3 separate regions of the Zea mays genome follow, and all the other regions are linked to region 1. The links are chromatin contacts, called in public Hi-C maps. All regions are on one chromosome and are shown on one strand. Each heading gives the region's core, a stretch centred on a gene start, on an enhancer-like site or on the middle of the called end of the contact. The rest is flanking DNA. Distances are from core to core; before and after follow the strand shown. Region 1 holds the start of LOC100272951. Region 2 holds the start of LOC100279310 (Ubiquitin carboxyl-terminal hydrolase family protein). Region 3 holds the start of LOC100282799 (ADP-ribosylation factor).

Evidence for each region. Hi-C and Micro-C count contacts between places; a contact is called where the count stands out from the background.
Region 2: a Hi-C map of endosperm shows a contact between it and region 1, with 2.5 times the contacts expected there. The contact joins the promoter of LOC100279310 here to the promoter of LOC100272951 in region 1. A contact is called at or near these places in 3 of 25 Hi-C or Micro-C datasets (ear, endosperm and tassel).
Region 3: a Hi-C map of tassel shows a contact between it and region 1, with 2.8 times the contacts expected there. The contact joins the promoter of LOC100282799 here to the promoter of LOC100272951 in region 1. A contact is called at or near these places in 4 of 25 Hi-C or Micro-C datasets (ear, endosperm, leaf and 1 more) and 1 of 3 datasets of contacts at active chromatin or transcription factors (leaf).

The regions. Positions count from the first base shown.
Region 1 is chr1:264,026,787-264,031,366 of Zm-B73-REFERENCE-NAM-5.0, forward strand. LOC100272951 reads left to right here and starts at 1,814. Exons shown (of 7, transcript NM_001152904.1): 1 at 1,814-2,352; 2 at 3,852-3,939; 3 at 4,030-4,131; 4 at 4,564-4,580. The coding sequence starts at 4,102.
Region 2 is chr1:264,479,610-264,484,189 of Zm-B73-REFERENCE-NAM-5.0, forward strand. It overlaps LOC100279310 (Ubiquitin carboxyl-terminal hydrolase family protein), which reads left to right and starts at 1,892. Exons shown (of 2, transcript NM_001152331.2): 1 at 1,892-2,082; 2 at 2,813-4,580. The coding sequence starts at 2,901. The coding sequence ends at 4,055.
Region 3 is chr1:264,351,717-264,356,296 of Zm-B73-REFERENCE-NAM-5.0, forward strand. It overlaps LOC100282799 (ADP-ribosylation factor), which reads left to right and starts at 2,134. Exons shown (of 6, transcript NM_001397643.1): 1 at 2,134-2,552; 2 at 3,065-3,172; 3 at 3,344-3,454. The coding sequence starts at 3,108.

The DNA.
Region 1 (4,580 bases), core at 564-3,063:
CTACAAAACTTGCGCAACAAACAAACATCCAGATGATAGCCCTTGGGATGCTACCTCTAGCTTTCGGACCACTGCCTCCACCTCCTCCACACTTTACTTGGCCTCCTCCATAGCAGGTATTATCATACACATTCATTCGTCCTTTTTAGCCCTATTTAATCTACAAAACTTGGTGTATAGTATATATAGATAACTTAATCTATAATAGCAAAAAATACTTTACAAAACTTAATCCATTGTACCAAACCTTAGTATAATAATTCAGCAAAACTTATTATATTAGTGTAGCAAAACTTAGTCTACAATATCTAAAAATTTGTTTTCTAGAATTTTCAAACCCCTCCTCTGTAGATTGCAACACCAGGAGAACAATTTGGTCAAGATGACATCGCGACTTCGTGGGCAAACAACCTTTCCATGAGCCATAGTCCAGGAGAAGGTAGTGTACAGAATTCGAACCACCCAAGTGGTGGATATTAGTGATATGAGCATTTCTGAGTACTTGCACTATGTGTTGCAACCGTGCATGTTTAAGTTTTAGGACTTGTATGACTTTAACTCATTCATGAATCTTGAACTTGTATTTGAATGATGTAGAACTATTTGAGCGTGTGATGACATTCTTATGCGTTTGATGATATTCCTGTGCTTTGATGAAAGTATTGCTAATATGACACATATTGAATTGTATTATATGAATGTGCTATATATTAAATAAAATTATGGTAATTGAGAAAAAATGTCAATTTTTTTGTTTTGGTTCATTTATTTTCGGTGGCTGAGAGGATAATCTATTTTCGACGGCTGGTTCCGAGTCATTGGACACTCCATGGGCCATCTGGACCATCAAAAAAAGTCTAGTGGGACCCACTTGTCGCTGTTATGGTCGTTTGCTGTTGGAGACATGAGACCTATCATAGTAATATCAGACAATCACATGTTTTCGCCACACATAAACTACCTCCGACGTCTACAGTCAAAAGTAGTCTTATTTCTGACTAGTATTGTCCAAGGACATACAACTGTTGGAAATAGACCAACTATCATTGAAAGTTGCTTATTTCTGACGACTTTGGCCGCCAAAATTTCTTTGTTCCGTGTATAGTAATAGAATTTACTCTAAAGGTTATTAACGTCGTCGTGGATCATGATTTTTCATATAATCGACAAAAGATATTGTACATATAAAAATTTCATTCATTTGTGGCGGGCGCAGACTGTATCAATCGTCCGGTCAGCTCTTATGAAGCTCGTAGTCGAAGGAGGGAGAACCTGGTGCAATTGAATTTGGCCGATGAGTGGGAGAGAAGGCGGAGGAAACGAGGGAGGCCGGTGAGTGGGAGAGGGCTGCAAAGTAAACAGAGAGGTCAATGGAGGGAGAAGAGCGCGGACTTATCCAACGGCTGTCGCGCGTGAATCGAAAGACGAGCGTGTGGACGACGCACGAAATGCTTTAATATAGTAGAGATAAAAGACTTTATATAAAATTCTTCATTACATATATGCTCGTTTCCTCATGCTTATCGAATCTTCTTTCTTCAAACATTAATCTGAGTTTTGAATTGAATATCTATACCGATCAATTTGCCACACACGAATAAACAGAAATCTTCAGAATTTTTCGTTCTCATTCTAGAGTCACGTTGTCCGCAGAACGCGGGGGAAAAAAACAAATTAGGCACACATTTCCCACACGTCAGCACCCAAGCCGCCCAGTAGGCATCACCGCATCAGCTTGCCAGGTCGGACCACATGTCATACCCTGCGAGCTGCCGTCCTCCAGCTTGGGGCAGCTCAACTACTCGCACAACTGCACAAAAGCACAAGCCTCCCTCCCGGCTCCCCACCTCGCAGCGTCCGCCGGCACACCACCTCTGACTCCTCTCCCTCCGCGGCCTCCGTTTCTTCCCTCATTCTCCGCAAACCCTAATCCCAATGGCTGCCTCCGCCAGGACTACCAGCTCGTTGCCCTACCTAGTCGCCGTCTCCTCCCCCGCGGCTCACCGCCACGGGGCCAGCCACCCGATCCGCGCCTCGGTGGGGGAGGCGACAATGGACGTGGTGTCGGAGGCGGAGCTGCGGGAGAAAGGGTTCTTGGGGATGCGGAAAACGAAACTGGTGTGCACGGTGGGGCCCGCCTGCGTCGAGGCGCTGCCGGCGCTGGCGCGCGGCGGGATGGGCGTGGCGCGGATCAACCTCTGCCACGGTGGCCGGGAGTGGCATCGTGCCGCCATGCGCTCTGTGCGGAGGCTCAACGAGGAGGGAGGATTCTGCGTGACGCTTATGGTCGACACCGAGGGTTCCCAGCTCCTCGTCGCGGACCACGGAGGCGCCACCTCAGTCAAGGCCGAGGTAGGTTGGTCACTTGGTCTCCGCTACTCTGCGTTGCTTCTCATCCAGTTCTTACATTGTGTCAATAAGATCCCCCGCGCCACATCTGGTCGTGATGATGATCTCGTTTCATCTACTACATGCACACGATTTCTGTACTGTCTTTGTCGCTGTTGATCTATGTGGTTGTGCAGTGAACCGGTTGTAAGTATGTATGCACATGCACTGCTTTCAATAACTCGGTAGCATCACTTAGTGTTCGCTTGTGATGAAAGAAACTGGGATTAATTTCATCTATTGATGTGACCCATGCTCATTTGGTGTGATTAGATTGGAGTCATCCCCCCTTTGGTTAGGGTGGTCTTATTCTGGAATATTCTGGAATTGTTTTGCTTCTTGCAACATGATGATAAATTGATAGTGGTACAATGTGAGCCTTATCCTGATCCAGTTCTTTTGATGTTTGATTGGATTCGGTTTGAGGTCCACTTGCTTTTATAAGGAATGCCATATATATATTGATGGATTTTTTTGTTCAATACTAAAAGGATTTCTCATTTGTCTACCTGTGTAATGCTGAGATACTTGGACTATTACTGGATTTCTACTAGACTGACTGCTACTGAAGCAATGATATGTTGAAATTGACAGTACAATTGTGCTGAGGGTATTTGATGTACTTGATGTCGCTAAAGTAATTGCTATTTTTTCTGTCCTTATACTTTAGTATTGATAATATATTGGTTCACCATGATCTTGATATTGGTCAGTGTTTTTTTGGAAGTTTTGCACACAGATATTAATTTCCAGAATCTTACTCAAGAGATCATATGTTTCTGAATCCTGACAAGTAGTGGCGAAATAACAACCTGCAGAATACATGTTTTGCTTGCCCCTGTCACACCAAAAACGTGATTGGTGAATGGTGACTGGAATCACCCAAGTGCCAGTCCTGAAACCATTTGGTCTAAGTAGGTAGTTTTAGCTGTCAGAATATATCTATGTGCATGTGGGTTAGTAGCAAGATTTTTTTTTTGGTAATTACTGAATGTATGGGTTGGCAATAGTAGGTTGAGAAATTGTCTTGTTGCAAAGTGTTTACTGAAGGTTTATCCAGAGTATACTGCCCTTTCAATCCAGAATATTTTCTGTATTATAAAGTATAATAATATGCATATACATATAAGTCTACTTAGTTGACACAAGCCAACTGCGTATTTCATCTATACCACCAGTTCATGTTAATTACAAGTAGAAACACTGAACCAGGCCCCACAACTCATTGGCATAGCTTGACAGTATGTTGGACTTGTGTCCTTATCCAATGTGTATCATGATATGGAACTGTAGAGATTACACTAAACAAAATTATTGAGGTTACTATATAGTAACTGTGACACTGACACCATTCCCTTGTCCCTCAACTATATGGTATATGCTGATGGGTCAGAGTGGCTTGTGTAATAGTTTTTTTGATAAAAAAATGTAATAGTTTTTTTTGTCTATCCATGGTATTGCAGGATGGGTCAGAGTGGATATTTACAAACAAAAAAGCTGATGAAGCCCATCAGTTCACAATGCATGTGAATTTTGATAAGTTTTCTGAAGGTCTGAAGATGAAAAGGCTTTGTTTCTTGTCTGTCCATAATATGAGTTCTAAAATGGCTCATTAGAAAACAACTTTATTCACATTTACAGGCATTTTGGTTGGTGATGAGCTTGTAATAGATGGTGGAATGGCAACATTTGAAGTTACTGAGAAAATAGGAAATGATTTGCGCTGTAAGTGCACGGACCCAGGTTTGCTTCTTCCTCGAGCCAAATTGTCATTCTGGAGGAACGGAAAAATAGTTCAAAGGAACTTTGGCCTTCCTACATTGTCAACAAAGGTTATTTTGGAACAAAAAAACTTGATATTCCTGCAACTCATGTATTAATTTTGTATAGTTCTCTTCTGAAGCAACTTTTTTCTTGACATATTAAGAATGCAGCAGCGTTTCATAGACCATCCTTGTACTTGACTTATGGTCGATAATTAAAAAACAAATCCTTTTGCCACCATGAAATTTCTGGGTAACTTTTTATGTGAGCAATATCATCTAATACTTTCCCAACTTGCTTGTCATGAAAAAGTTGTTGTTTGTGATATGTATATAATCTTCTAATTTCTCTATCATTCATTGGCCACAACTATGTATCTGCTGCTTGCTGAGTGCCCGTATTATCTTGTAGGATTGGGCTGACATCGA
Region 2 (4,580 bases), core at 642-3,141, 450 kb after region 1:
AGATTTGCCTATTCACCCCCCTCTAGGCGACTTTCAGAATTCCCTACCAAAGTTGCCATTCTCTGACCTTTTCGATATGAGCCTCACTAGTGGCTCTGGACGTTCGCACTCGGCGGCAGCGGGTGAGCAGCACAGACCCATACCTGGGCCATCCATGTCCTGCATTGAAGGGGCTGCTCGCACACGACATGCTACTAAACACAAGTGCCATTTGAAAAGGAGGAATTGTTACATACTGCTGTTTACCGCGTGGATGTGTTGGAATCTGAACTAATTTGGACTAATTTCTATGAAGAAGGTACTCTTGTTTTCTTAAAGAAAAAAGTACCTGTAAGCTGATTTACCAGGTTGAAGGGGAGCTAGAGCAGCTGCGCTGTCGTTGGGAGTGCACGGGCCACGAGCGTCGACGGGGAACCGGATGAGCGGCGCCGTCGTTGGGAAGGAGGCAGGTGTGCTTCTCTCTCGGATCCGTCCGCCCGGTGCTCTGCGCTCGCTGGTAGGCCGCTGCAGGCCGCCGCGCCGAGCTCGGATTCGGGGAGGGAGGAGAGGAATGGGTCGTTGGGTCCTGGGTTCGGGGAGGTGAATGGGGAATCGCCGGGCTTGGAGTCACGGAGGAGCAGCAGAGGCAGCCGCCGCGCCCAGTCGCGTCCGCACGCTGCGCAGGCCGCCGCGCCGAGCTCGGATTCGGGGATTCGCAGGTCGTCGCGTCAGGTCCTGGGTTCGAGGAGGTGAATGGGGAATCGGTGGGCTCGGAGGCACGGAGGAGCAGCAGAGGCAGCCGCCGCGCCCGCAGGACACCGCGCCGACCTCGGATTCGGGGAGGGAGGAGAGGAATGGGGAATCAGGGTTCGGGGAGGGAGGAGAGGAATGAGGAATCGGGGTTCGGGGAATCGGCGGGTCGGTCGATCTGGGATCGGGGAGGTGACCGGATAGAGAGGAAGACGACTGAAGAGAAATTTGGGTCCACACGTCAGTCGATGGCAAGTGACGGAAACGACGTGGGAGGGCATGAATGAGGAAAGGAGAGAGGCATGGGTATGGTTGAGGTCGTCCGAAAACTAAGGGTAGCAATGAGGTCTGTGCCAAAACTAAGGATACAGATGTAAAACCCTATATTAAAACCACTTTCCATATCTTTCTGATCTCCAATAGTCTTTCTATATCTTGTTTGCGCTCTAGAGAGTTATTCACGTTTTTTATAATTGGCTAGCGAGAAACCAGAAATATAAGATAGCTATATTTGGATAGTTATTTAGTAAGTTGTTGGAAAATATTTTTTATAAAAACCTCTATTCATATAGATTAGAAATGATATATAGAGTCTCTTGAAGTTGCTCTTAGTTTAGGTCCTATTTTCTCCAAATCAGACCCGCTTTTAAATTTATGGGCACAATTATGAGACACTCTTAGAGTTGCTCTAAGACTGGCCGCAGCGCCTCCACGTCGTGCCCCCTACCCTTGCGTAGGGGGCCTCTAAGCCCGCAGCGGCCGACTCCAAAAAGCCCCCTACGCGCGGCAGCAAGGGAGGCCGCACACGTCCCCCAGATAAGAAAGCACTATAGCGTCTCCTTGCACAGTGCTCCTCTATTTAATAGTTAAAAATAGTAATAAAAGATAAATAGAGTTAGATAATAATATTTTATAGTTGTAGTGGAGTATAGAGGGATCCCTGTGAGAGATTAAAAGGTAGATGGTGAAATTTTGATGATGTGACGCACAACAATGATATATGAGAAAAAATTTAGGGGACCGCTGCGGATAGCCTAAGCAATCTGCAACCCTAGGTGGATGACGTCTCCCACGCACCTCGCTCCCCCAGTCCTGCACTCGTGTTCCTGTAGCCGCCACCCCAGCCCCTGGACGCTCGGCTCGATCCCTCCCTCCTCCACCACCCGTTCTCCTCTAGTCATCCTCCTCGCCAGTCGCCAGGTGTCGGCCGCCGGTTGTGCTCCCCGTCAGGCGTCAGCGTGATCCCATCGGTCGTCGCAGAAACACAGTCGCTGCTCGCCGTCACCACTCGCCAGGCGCCGGTTCTTCTCCAATCCACGACTCATCGGCTCTCCAGTCCTCCGTCCGTTACCGGTATGCTGTTATTGTGCTGTGTTGTACCGGGTACGGGGATCCCCGTGGGTTGAAAATCCCCGCTCGGGGACGGGGACGGGGGACAGTTTTCCCGTTACTCTTCACGGGGACGGGTATGGGGGCTCGACCGCCGACGGGAATTCCCCGTTGCCATCTCTACTTCCGGATAATTTCAGTCTCTTTGATCTGAAACAATTAGAAACTGATTTTACCACCTTGTACCTTCGGCCAGAGACCTTCGTGAGAGTAGTTTTTGCTATGTACTTATATATACATAGTAAAAGTAATGTATCTAGAAAAGCCAAAATATCTTGTAATTTGAAACGGAGGGAGTACTATTAACTATGGTTATGTGTCCTAGTTTAGATGGTTTAAGCACTTAGATCTTGTTCCTAAGCATGCAGATTCGCCAGCTGTGTCACTGTCTTTACTGAGTTTAATATGACGTCTATGGAGCAGACTTCCTATTGAAATGGAAGTGTTGGATCAATCCCCTAAAAAAGACTGAAATTCACACCATCTTGCCACAAGCTCAAATTCCCCATGTTGAGTGAGGATTCTCCAAACTGAATTTCACTGTGTGCTTTATTTCGAGAGTCGGTACTATGAATGTGGTGACAGCAAGCAGTGGCCTCTTTTACATTAGATGTCCCCTGTGCAGTTTGATTCCTGACATGCAAATGGTAGGCTATTTACATGACTGAGAATATAATTTTAATTTTTTTTGCAGAATTTAAAGTGCAACGTGCCGATTCTTTATATGTACTTCTGAATGCTTGGACCTGGTGTGACTACATAGCCTGGTATTCATTTCATAAATGATGGAAAGAAGATTGGGACGGCGTGTATATTTGATTCCCAGAACCCTTCCCTTTATGCAACTCAATGCTATGTCCTCATTCTCAGCTGGCCATGGACGCCGACCCAAGAAGAAGGTATATCACCGTGAACCTGGTCTTGACAGGGCCATGGATCTTCAAAAGAAGCCTGCCCTTCTCCTTCGTCTGCGTGACCTCATTTTGGCACAAAAGACAGGATCACTACTTGTGCGTGACCTTGAAAAGGAGGTTGGTTTTGTCCAAAAATGGAACTTTCTTTCACTTATCGAGCGTCACCCCAATATCTTCCATGTCTCTGGTGGAAGTGCTTCCCGAGAGCCCATTTCTGTCACACTTACGGAGAAGGCCAGAAAGATATCCAGTGAAGAGGCTGAAGCGCGAGAGCTAATGGAGCCAATCTTGGTGAGAAACCTTAGGAAGTTACTGATGATGTCGATGGACTGCCAGATTCCTCTGGATAAGATTGAACTAATCCAGTCTGAACTGGGCTTACCTAACAACTTCAAGAGCAACATGATTCCAAGGTACCCTGATTTTTTTTCAATCCGTGATGTGAAGGGACTGGACCATTTGTGTCTGGAGAATTGGGACTCTTCACTAGCAGTCACAATACGAGAAGAAAAAATGAACTTTGAGGGTTTCCAGATAGGCTGTAGAGGGATTCCTAAAGATGGAAATGTCTTGGGTCCTTTTGCTTTCAAGTTGAAGTATCCAACAGGATTTAGGCCAAACCGGAAGTACCTTGAGGAGGTTGTCAGGTGGCAGAAGATGGCATTTCCTTCGCCTTATTTGAATGCTAGACGAGTCGAGTCTGCAACACCACAGTCTCGAAAGCGTGCCATTGCTGTTCTGCATGAGATTTTGAGCCTTACAATGGAGAGACGATTGACATCTGATAAGCTAGACATATTTCACAACGAGTACAGGCTTCCATGCAAGTTACTTCTTTGTTTAGTGAAAAATCATGGCATCTTTTACATCACTAACAAGGGAGCAAGAAGCACAGTCTTCCTCAAGGAGGCTTATGAAAACTGTAACCTAATTGATAAGTGTCCTTTACTGAAATTCTATGATCAGTTTGCATCATTGATTGGCCGACCGTGCTCCAACTCAGACAACATGCTGGCAGTATAATTGGAGTGTGGATTTACTGATCAGGAGACAAGCTAAAGTCGGTGCATCTATTTTGTTGAAACTCAGATCAGCTCATTGCACATGCAACTACAATTTAAATTCAGTGGAAAGTTGCTGTTTGTTTCAGCTCAGTAGCTAAAGAGAACTAAAGAATTGAAAAAGTCAGTGTCTCATCTTCAAATGTGAAGCCATCTGAGAAGTGAAGTAGCAGCCCTGCAAACTAGACAAAATAATGCTTATACCAGAAGTCAAAGATCAGGACTGGTTTAGTGGTGAGAGTTGTCTCACTGAGTCACTAGGTCACATGTTTGAAGCAGCCTCTCCGCATTCGAGGGGGGAAGGCTTGCTTTGCTTTATCCCTTTCCCAAACCTTACTTATATATGGGAGCCTCCGCTATTGGGTCAGTCTGATACTTGTACCAGAAGTCACATCTTTATTCTCAGTTTCTCACAGTTGTAGGTTTGGATCCTAGGACACCATATGATTGAATTAGGAATGTTCTAGGATTAGCTCCTTTATGCAGC
Region 3 (4,580 bases), core at 884-3,383, 330 kb after region 1:
GAGGCTGTCCGCGTTCGGAGCCGCTTCCTCTGCCTCATCCATGTCGTACAGAGGATTGTGTTACGGCGAATTGAGCTCTGTGGCGAAGTTGAGCTGCTGAGCATCCTGCAGTACGTCAAAAGGTACTGAGGAAGAAGATAAACTCACGCTGTTACCTATTGCCGTCCATAAACCGCGAGCTACTGAGGCACTGAGCACCGTGCGGTACGTTGAAAGGAACTAAGAAGGAAGAAGATAAACTCACGCTGTTACCTATTGCCGTCCATGAACCGCGGGTGACGAGATTTACCGGCTCTTACCTCTGTCAATGGCGAGAAACAGCGAAGGCTTTCCATTCCAGCAACAATACAACCGTGTTGTTTCCATTTTGTCAATTGCCGCGACATGTCTTCTATTTTGGTGAAGCCCACTCTGCGGGCTTTCCATTCTATATATTAAGCGCGGGAGCAAACACGCACGCTGAACCTATCCACGTCATTATCTTAATTCTCAGTCGTCGGATCATACATCAACGGCTACCAATCACAATACACGTATCACACTCGACTCTTCCAGAAAGGGCCTCCGGTCGAGGCCTAAATCCACCACCGCTACGCCACATTTTCACCGCCACACTATCGCCTCCATAGTCTATACCACCTCCGCCCTGCCTCCCCATTCAGGTGCCTCACCTTTGCAGGCCTAGCACCGGCCCTCGGCGGTTGCTTCGTCGAGGTAGGCGCCGGGACGGCGACCTCGGAAGCGAGCTGTAGCGACGTCTTCAGAGAGGGTCTAGGCGCTTCTTCTGTACGATTAATGCGCGTCGCAAGGTAAAGCGTTGCGGTGTTCACGTAGCCTGAAATCTCGGCACCCTTTTCTGCCTCAGCTGGAGGAGGGGCATATGCCTTTCTCAATCGCAAGCGGGGCTGCTGGTTTAGTGGCACCTCCATTCTATTTCTTCTCTCTTTTTGAAGACGCCAGGGAAGGCACCGCAGATTCAGCTGCCTAACCGTCCTCAGTTTTCTCTTTTTTCTCGGTACAGGACAGATCGGCACAAGACGTGTTTGGTTGTGGGATTTATTCGGGAGTGGACATGGAGAAAGGCACGAACGATCAGCAGCAGTTGCCGCTAATAGCAGCGATTGATTGGGTTTATATTATGCTGGTATATATATATAGTGGTGGTGGTACCGCGACGCTATCTCTTTGCCTTTTCTTCTATGTAAAATTGTATGCACGGGGTCAACGGATTCACCCATCCGTTTGTCCATGTCTTGTCCAAGTTGTGTTACATTGATTTAATTATCTTCAAAAATACATTAGTTTAATTGTTATCATTTTAACATGACATTCTGATAGATCTGGTTCATGCCTATATTAAATTTTGCATTAAGTAACACTATGAACTTATATTGAATGTTTTATCATGCCTTGAACAATTATTTATCTAAATTCTATAATTATAGGAACACAACTTTGGTCTAATCTTAGCATCTATTTCATGAATATTCTTGACATGTATTAAAGCTAAGCACATCACTGCAGGTTCGATGAGTCAAGACTCTTGGAAATATGCTAAGGTGTGTAAATAATTGCAACGATCTGGAGAGTTTCTGAAAAAACCCGGCATGGTTCTTTTAGCAGATGTTTGGTCAGGTATGTATATCAGTGTATGTGCTAGCTTATTTAAATCCCTTTCCTGTTACTTGCGGCTTCGAACGAAAATTAATTACTTCATTGACAAAGAGTAAATATGGCTGCAGTGGGGCGGACGTGTCCGCATCCGTGGTGTCACCAATTTAAACGTTAGCCTTCTAAAAACCATTATAGATTCATAATTTGTTCTATTTTTTTTTGCTCATCCGCATACATAGCAATTAAAACTTCATATAGAAAATGAGGTTGAAAAAGAAATCAGTTTAACTAACAAGACTTTTGTTTTAGGCGTCCGTTGTTCCAGAACCAACTAATAGATCTATTTAGCTGTTTTAACTTTTGCATATTCCATAGGTGTATTACTTGCACTATATACAAATTCCTTGCCTACAAAGATATAATATTTTTACCATTTATATTAACAAAATATTTACTACGCGCGCAGGGCGCGCACACGTTACTAGTAACTGCAAAAATCGGGGGACAGAGAAGCGTTCGCCTGACTCGCCCCCACTCCCGAGTGGCCGAAGCCCCGACCGGCGACCCCGCAGATCTGTCCAAGCGTTCGCCTGACTCGCCCCCACTCCCGAGTGGCCGAAGCCCCGACCGGCGACCCCGCAGATCTGTCCCATTGTTCTCCGTCCTCCCCGTCGTGTCCTCCTTGATCCTTCTTCGAGTGGCAAGTGCTGACCTCGCCTCCTATTCCTCCGGTAGCCCTACTGGGGCGCCGGGCGCACAGATCTGCTCACCCCTGGACGCTAGGCGCTGCCCAGCTCTTCCCTGCCAGCCGGTCGCGGCGGCTGCAAGCCAGCACGGCAGGGCTGCTGGTGCCTGCTCTTGTCCTCCGGCACAGCGCAGGGTGTCGGGGTCGCTCCCAGCTGGCCATCCTCTCGGCCCCCTTGTTGCACAGCGAGTCAGTGAGTAACTGAGAATTGATTACTGATTGTCGTTGCATCACATTTTGTTTGATGAATGCCTGTGGCTAGTTTCTAGTGCTGGCATTGCAATACTCACACACCGTATTATGCCATAGGAGGCCAGGTGATGAATGGATGACTAGTAGCATGATATGCTATATTGAGCGGGATTTGTTTGCATTTGCTGAAGATGAAAACATTTTATGGGGGTCTTAAAAATCAAATTATAAATTTGCCGCTGCCCCTAATGTTAAATTGTTATGTGAAAAATGAAATTGTTATGTGAAAAACTATGGCACTTTTAAAGATTTTAATTAATATATTATTGAAGATGTTCGAGGTTAAACAGTCGGGACCCTTAGATGATTCTATTTGCTGAAGGGGTGAAATTGTCAAAACATATATGACCAATAATTTGTTGTCAAAGGAAACCATATATTTAATGACAGGATTTTTGATGTTTTCCTATTAAATTTGACTTGATTCAAAAGGTCGTATACATCTTTTATCAGATTTGGTGAATCCCCCCTCCCCTCTCACGCTCCACCACTGATCATGGGGCTACTCAGCATTATCCGCAAGATCAAGCGCAAGGAGAAGGAGATGCGCATCCTCATGGTGTAGGCTCCCTCTGGCCTCCTTTTCTGTTTGATCACATATGCACTTGTTCCCCCATGGTTCTTGGTTTCCTTCAGATCTGGTGCTTGTGTCATCGGTTTCCTCAATTGTCTGGCATCTGCATTGACTCATGATGGGTGATGCTATGCTGTGTTCTGTGGTGTTTGTCTCAGTGGCCTGGACAACTCGGGGAAGACAACCATCGTTCTCAAGATCAATGGGGAGGACACCAGCATCATTAGCCCAACCCTTGGATTCAACATCAAGACCATCAAGTACCACAAGTATGTTCCCCATTCCTTCCACTGCCTAGTTTAGTCCAGTTTGGCTCCGATGCATTTGCACAGTGACATATAGTTACTTGATTTAGAGTGGAGTTTTATGTTAGGCTAACTGGCTAATACCAAATGGAACACCATGATTTACATGTAATGACTATACATTGATTTAGTTGATGTGGTTTAATGCTGTTAGTGTCTGTTGGAGTTTACATCTTAGTTGCAATTGTTTAGTGGACTCGTGCGCATGTACGCCTGATATACCATGGTAAGAATCATAGCTACATATTTTTCTCGCCCTGTCTACTGCATTATGGTTGATTTCTTAAGCAGCATATTATAGTGGGACCAATCTGCAAAGAGTAAATCATGTGATCAAATTGTCTATTAAAAATATTAAGCCCAAAATTCGACTATGCTTCTGTATATCCCTCATGTTCTGCCATCAGATGAACAGCTTCAGCATCAGACAAACAGTTCCTTTTTTTGATAGGGATAAAAATTGATATCTAGTTTTGCATCTTGATTCATACAAAATGGAGACTGGTTGGCATGTTGAAATTTTCCAGTCATGTGGCATCAGTTGTGTCTTGGAATTGATAACCTGCTGCACTTCCAACTTAATTGAGATAACCTAATGGACTCATTTAGGTATGTGTTCATCTGATAACTTAGTCGGGTTAACCTAATGGACTCATTTAGGTGTGTGTTCATCTGATAAATGCAGTGAGAACCCACCAATTTTTTTTTTTCATATGCTGACTTGGTTGCTGTTAATGTCTTGGTTGGAATATTACTGTAGACCACTGTGTGAAGTAAATTATGTGATAAAAGGGTTTGTAAAGATGTGAAGACGAAATTCAACATTCTTTCTTGGCCTTTCTTGTTTGTAGCTATCACATGTTTTGCCATCATAGACAAACAATTTGGATAATTTACTTCTCTGTTTGTAGAATAGTGATAGTGAAATAAAAATTGCATTGGTAGCAAGTTGAGAGTCCAGTTTTTCATCTCGATTTATGCAAAACTGAAACTGGTTGGCATTTAGAGGCTTCCTTGCAAAGCTACCTAAAAGTTCTGCTGCAGGTGCATTTTCATCATTTGAAGTGTTAAACTAGTATAGGTTTTCAGT